Regions from separate parts of the Mus musculus genome. Here region 2 is linked to region 1. The links are chromatin contacts, called in public HiChIP or PLAC-seq maps. All regions are on one chromosome and are shown on one strand. Each heading gives the region's core, a stretch centred on a gene start, on an enhancer-like site or on the middle of the called end of the contact. The rest is flanking DNA. Distances are from core to core; before and after follow the strand shown.

Region 1 (3,067 bases), core at 226-2,725:
GGTGCTTGCTGGGTTTCTTTTCCTGCAGCTGTGGACCTCCGAACTGAAATCAAGCCTGCAGGGGCCTTGGAACGTCTCAAGGTGCACACCCTGGGCAGTGGTGCTCTGGTACCTGAGGTTTGAAGGGAAGGGTCCAGGTTCTGAATTTGGGTAGGGATTTGTTAAAGCTACCCTCCGCCCTAGCTTAGCCCCTCCCCCCCCGCCCCCCCACCCCCCCCTCCGTCCCCCGCCCCCCCCCCCCAATTTAGCTGTAACCCTCCTGCCTCATGCTTGTCAGCCACCTCATACTGCTGACAACAGTTTGGCTCAGAGAGAGATCAAGTTGGCCATATATCCTGTTCTGTTCTGAGGTTCTTAGAAATTCCCCAACCACAGCCTTCACTTGGGACCAACCAAAATAGAAACCAGCTTCAACTGTTATGCCTAAACTAGTAACAACTTGGGAAAGGCAGACCACCTGCAGCCCGCCCAGTACCTGCTTATAAAAGCTCCCTGTGGGGTTTTAACCTCTATAAACTGACCCTAGAAAACATTCAGGGTTGTAGCTTCCAGCTGTAGAGTCTGAGCTACATCTCTGATTGATCAATCTTAGGATGTGCGTTCGATAAACTATCCCTGACTGAAATCTATGTTTATACAGTTTATGGACCCTAACAGCTTCTTATATCACTGGAGCCTCCAAAATTAATTAATTTATTAATCCCACCGAATGAGGATAAAGAACACCTTATTCCGTGCACAGCCAAGTCTGTGCACAGCTGTCTCCCCCTAAATTTCCCATACTTCTCTTATAGGACAAAACCAATGGGAGAGAGAGGTATTTTGCAAGCAGGCGGGTTTACAGAGAGCACAAGGCAGTTATAGAACTCTTCCTGGAGCACAAGGTACAAAACATCTGTCGGGCACAGCCTAACTCCAAGAAACAGAATATTAAAACTTTTACCCCAGTCGGGTCTACAAAGTGAGTTCCAGGACAGCCAGGGCTACACAGAGAAACCCTGTCTCAAAAAACAAACAAAACAAAACAAAAAACTTTTACCTAGCCGGGCAGTGGTGGTGCACGCCTTTAATCCCAGCACGTGGGAGGCAGTGGCAGGTGGATTTCTGAGTTCGAGTCCTGCCTGGTCTACAAAGTAAGTTCCAGGACAGCCAGGGCTACACAGAGAAACCCTGTCTCGAAACCCTCTAGCCCCCACCCCACCCCAAAAAACTTTAACCTAACTGAGGCAGAATCTCAAAATGACTCCTGGTCTTAAATGGAGTCCGGCTGCTATCTCGACCCAAACTCCCCGACCCAGTAAACCGGACCCACGGTTCCACACGCTTCCGGGCGCTCCTGCCGCAAGGAGGCCGTCCGGATAACGGGCACTGCGAACACGGTCGGCCAGGACTCAACCCGGTACTCACCATGCAGCTCACGCACTGCAAGTCCCTGCCGCCGCCGCCGCCGCTGACGCAGTGCTGCCGCCAAAAAGCCAATTTCTCCCCAATTCCCGCCCCATTTTATGGTTCCTAAGCACAAAAGCCAATCAGAGGCCGTAGATTTGTGACGGATGGCCCGACGAACCCATACTACAGCTGCATTTGGAGGAAGGGGTGGGCTGCCCCAGCCTCTGGTCCAGCGAGGGGCCGGGAGGGGAAAGAAAAGTTAGTGCCACCTGATTCTTTTTTTGTTTGTTTGTTTTCGAGACAGGGTTTCTCTGTATAGCCCTGGCTGTCCTGGAACTCACTTTATAGACCAGGCTGGCCTCGAACTCAGAAAAAAGAACAAAGGATTCATATATTTTTGCCTCCCACACCTAGTTAGATTGCAACGCAAATGTTTTAATCCGCCCCCACCCCCACCCAGTAAAACCCTGGTTTAGTAGTGGCGCACACCTTTAATCCCAGCACTCGGGAGGCAGAGGCAGGCAGATTTCTGAGTTCGAGGCCAGCCTGGTCTACAAAGTGAGTTCCAGGACAGCCAGGGCTACACAGAGAAACCCTGTCTCGGAAAAAAAACAAAAGCCAAAACCAAAACCAAAACCAAAACCAAATCTTGGTTTACTCAAGGCAACAAACTGCATTCCAGGAGTCCCATGGCCTGCAGCAGTGACCTTGTAAAGATGAAGCATGGTGTGAGTATCTACATCTTAAGTCAGCCACACATTCACATTTGCTGGGGCTTGATCATTATTGAAAATAAGCCAAGGGTAGATGTGTTCTGCTTCTCCCCACGCCCCTTTCCTTCTGCATGAAGCCAGCTCAGTCATCGGGGTCTCAAAGGAGGGAGGGAGGTTAAAGAAAGAAAAGACAATTAAACAACATTATAACACGACCCCAACCAGGGCTGATGTGGGTTTATTTTTCTCCAGCTTGCTTTTATGTCATCTAAGGTCAGTTCTTAGATTAAAGACAATGTAGTCAAACAAGGCAATAAACAGGATGACCAAGACACAAGGAACACAGTACATTATTCTTATCTGAGCCTCCTCCCTTGTCCTCCAAGCCAAAAGTAAATATTCTTGCCAATATCCTTGAAGCTGCATCAAGGACTCTCCACACTGTGAGTATCCACATCTTAAGTCAGCCACCTATCCACTGAGGTTTGACCATCACTGAAGATAAGCCAAGGGTCAGATGTGTTCTGTTTCTCCTCATGCCCCTTTCCTTCTGTGTGACTCAGAAATGTATTCATGCCCCTTTCCTTCTGTGTGACTCAGAAATGTATTATTAAGAGAGACCAGAAACAAAAAAAAAAGAGACCAGATACTGCCGGGCAGTGGTGGCACACACCTTTAATCCCAGCACTTGGGAGGCAGAGGGAGGCAGATTTGAGTTCAGGGCCAGCCTGGTATACAGAGTGAGTTCCAGGACAGCCAGGGCTACACAGAGAAACCCTGTCTCGAAAAACCAAAAAGAAGGAGGAGGAGGAGATGAAGTGGGGGGGAGGAGGAGGAGGAGGAGGAGGAGGAGGAGGAGGAAGAGGAGGAAGGAGGAGGAGGAGGGGGAGGAGGAGGATGAAGGAGGAGGAGGAGGAAGAAGAAGGAGAAGGAGAAGGAGAAGAAGAAGAAGAAGAAGAAGAAGA
Region 2 (2,959 bases), core at 153-2,652, 82 kb before region 1:
TCGTCTCTTTAAGAAGGAATCGATTTCAGAGGTTTCAGCCTATGTTCACCTAGTATTGTTGCTTTGGGGCTGTGGTAGTAAAGTGCCCCATGGCAGAGCACCTACTGGAGGGGAAGCAGAGAGAGGGGCTGGGGCTTCATAACCCCCTTCAAGGGCACACACCCCATAAGTTCTCTCCAGGAGGCTCCCCGCCAAGTGTAGGGAGCAAGCACAAGGACCTTTGAGAGTGAGTGCATTTACTATCCTAGCTGTGATGCCAGGTTTTGTAAATAAAGTATCTTTTACCACAAAACTCTTACACCAAATCTGCTTTTTCACCATTTTTCCTACCAAGTATAGGATGAAAATACAGTCTACTAAATCATTTCTAGCCTAATTGTGTGTTTTATTGGATCCATTCTAGTTTGAGAAAAAAATATATATATATGAATGAATATGAAGCCAGGAGGAGGGGATGCATACTGTATTCCACATACTGGCAGTAGCAGAACCTGCATGTTTCCTTTGGCTTCCTTCGTCTATAGTTGCTATCAACACAAGAAAATTCCCTTGGGAAAACCGAACCATGTATTATTGAATGGCTTCTTTGCTTAGTGGCCTGTAATTCTCAGTTAACCTTGAAAATGTCATGGTTAGGTTTGGATGAATTCAAAATGTTTCTGTTATTTTTTTTTTATTTTGCTTTTAAACTGGAACCTTATCCAAACATACACACACATAATTATAAGGCCAACAAGTCAGTAGAGACTACCTCTGACCACCTCTCCCAATGAATGGTAGATTCAACAGTGAGATTGCTGAGGGGGCAGGTAATACAGACAGAAAAAAAAGATAATGTGGAATCAGACTTAGAAACTGGAACGTCATCTTTAAAACAGAATCTCACCCAACTTCCGTACTCTATAGACTGTGTTTCAAGTAGCAAGTCTAGATAATGGTCTGGCAGAGCTACGTGAGGTCTGGCTTCCCACACATGTTGCCTGTCATCGTGTGCTTATTTTTCAGCAAAATCCACTACTAAGTAGTTCTTTTTCATTTGTCTTTAATATTTTTTCACTTCAAATGACTACCATTAGGTAAGAGGCAGGTGATGAGATGGGACAGGAAAATAGGCTACCTGTGTTCGAGTCAGGTCTGTCATCACCGTTAAAGAACCAGTTGACTTCTTGCCTCCATTCCTCTCTGTCGACAAAATGACAACACTCTTTTGCAATTGACATGGTTCCTCTTTCTGACTTGGCTTCAAGATTTGATCTTTGGGGGCTAAACTGTCTCCAGCAATAGAAACTCCAAAAATTGCAAATTCATAACTCTGCAGATTGCAGTACGGTTCCCTTTACTGTGTGTTTTCAAGTACCCCTGTGGCCAGGCATGTTAACCTGCCGTCTTTCCTGTGAGTGGAGGTTAGCTTACTGTTAAATAAGACTGTTATACAGCTGCTACAGAACACTGTGACCTTGTCAGTATAAGCAGAGGTAATGAGAGAGAATTAGTTGTGTGTCCACCCAATTATACAGATAAGTGAGTATCAGTCAACTCTTTTTCCTAACTATTGAATGATGTTTCCTATATTGTTTAAAAAAAAAAGTGATACCATAGATATTAACACTATTTTTTCTATAAAAATAATGAACTTTCACTTCTCTTACCCTGTTTAGGAGTTGGTTGTTTTCTCTTTTTCTTCAGTGCTGGAGATTGTAGGGCCTTGCACATATTGGGCCAGTAATGTAACCACTCAAGTGCTAAGATTATTAATTTTTAAATATGTGTTAATGAGACCATATAGTTATTCAGCTGCTAACCAATACATATGAGTTGTATCTGAATATAGTTAGGAAAGTCTCTCTGAGTAAACATAGTGTGTGTGTCTATGAGAAGACAATTATAAACTTGAGTTTGTTATCCCACATGTTAAGCTGTGACTGCCAACACTCTTTGGACTCTCTGAGTAGCCAAAGTTAGCTATTAGGCAGCAAATGTTTCACACTCCTAGACAATATGTGTTGCCCAATAGTGCCAAGTTTTTCTGTGTATAGTTTTTATTATATAAGGAATTTAGTTATCAGTCCTGCATACATAACCTTTGAGTCAGCTGTAACATGCAGACGTTGCAGATGTATAGACGGAATGCTTTTCAGAAGCTTAGGAGCCCTAAACAGGAAGCGTAAGAGGAAGATGGGCAGTTTCTCTTTTGTCGTATTGTCTTTGAGCAGTAGTTCTGTTTCCTGCTGAGTAAATTGTGTGTATTATACATGTATTAAGGTCCTTGGATACATACACACTGTTGCCTTCACGAAGAGAGTGGTCTTCACGCCACTGATTGTCTTTTTCTATTAAGCTCTCGTTTTTACAAGGACAGCTTCAAGACACAAGACACATTTTAAACCAGTTCCTAGTATGACTCAAAAGTTCTCTGACTAAAAAGGACTTTCTCGCCAGCTGATACCTTAGTTAACGTTATAGTGAGCCATTCAGACCCAATTCCGAGTTTCTGTGCCTTGTATATGAAAGAATTTCCCAAGATGCCTAATCACATTTGGTTTTCATGCTCACAGAATACCCTACCTTCTAAAAGGATAGGATTAAGAAAGTGAAAACCAAGTTTCTTGCATAGCACCCTAGTATTATTGTGCCCAGTCTCATCATTTTTAAATGTCATTGGATTCTTATTCCACAGTACAGTTAAAGCATGTTAGCAATAGTTAAATATAGACATATTAAATTTAAGAATAATAACCAATTACCATTTTACCATTGTCAACTTTTCTAAAATATCTTCTTATAAAACATTGCTAGCTGGCCGTGGTGGTGGCACACCTTTAATCCCAGCACTCAGGAGGCAGAGGCAGGCGGATTTCTGAGTTCGAGGCCAGCCTGGTCTACAAAGTGAGTTCCAGGACAGCCAGAGCTATACAGAGAAACCCTGTCTCAAAAAACCAAACAAACAAACAAAAAAACC

Evidence for each region. HiChIP or PLAC-seq counts read pairs in DNA pulled down with a chosen protein or histone mark.
Region 2: an H3K27ac HiChIP or PLAC-seq map of microglia shows a contact between it and region 1, with 4 times the contacts expected there. The contact joins the enhancer-like site here to the promoter of AU020206 in region 1. A contact is called at or near these places in 1 of 484 Hi-C or Micro-C datasets (CD4 T cells), 2 of 115 datasets of contacts at active chromatin or transcription factors (the 230-238 cell line and microglia) and 3 of 9 other capture datasets (adipose tissue, liver and pancreatic islet).

What each region holds. Positions count from the first base shown.
Region 1 is chr7:75,780,645-75,783,711 of GRCm38.p6, forward strand. AU020206 (expressed sequence AU020206) reads right to left here and starts at 1,476. Exons shown (of 3, transcript NR_165329.1): 1 at 1,408-1,476; 2 at 1-112. RefSeq lists a cis regulatory region at 1,097-1,839.
Region 2 is chr7:75,698,744-75,701,702 of GRCm38.p6, forward strand. The region is part of intron 16 of Akap13 (A kinase (PRKA) anchor protein 13); the gene reads left to right. Among named protein-coding and RNA genes, the nearest start is that of AU020206, 82 kb to the right of the region's middle. Within about 2 kb of position 1,403, at least 119 of the 459 cell types and tissues checked have an H3K27ac peak or open chromatin away from gene starts, as enhancers often do. A contact at or near this core is called in the 230-238 cell line, adipose tissue and microglia, where this site is marked.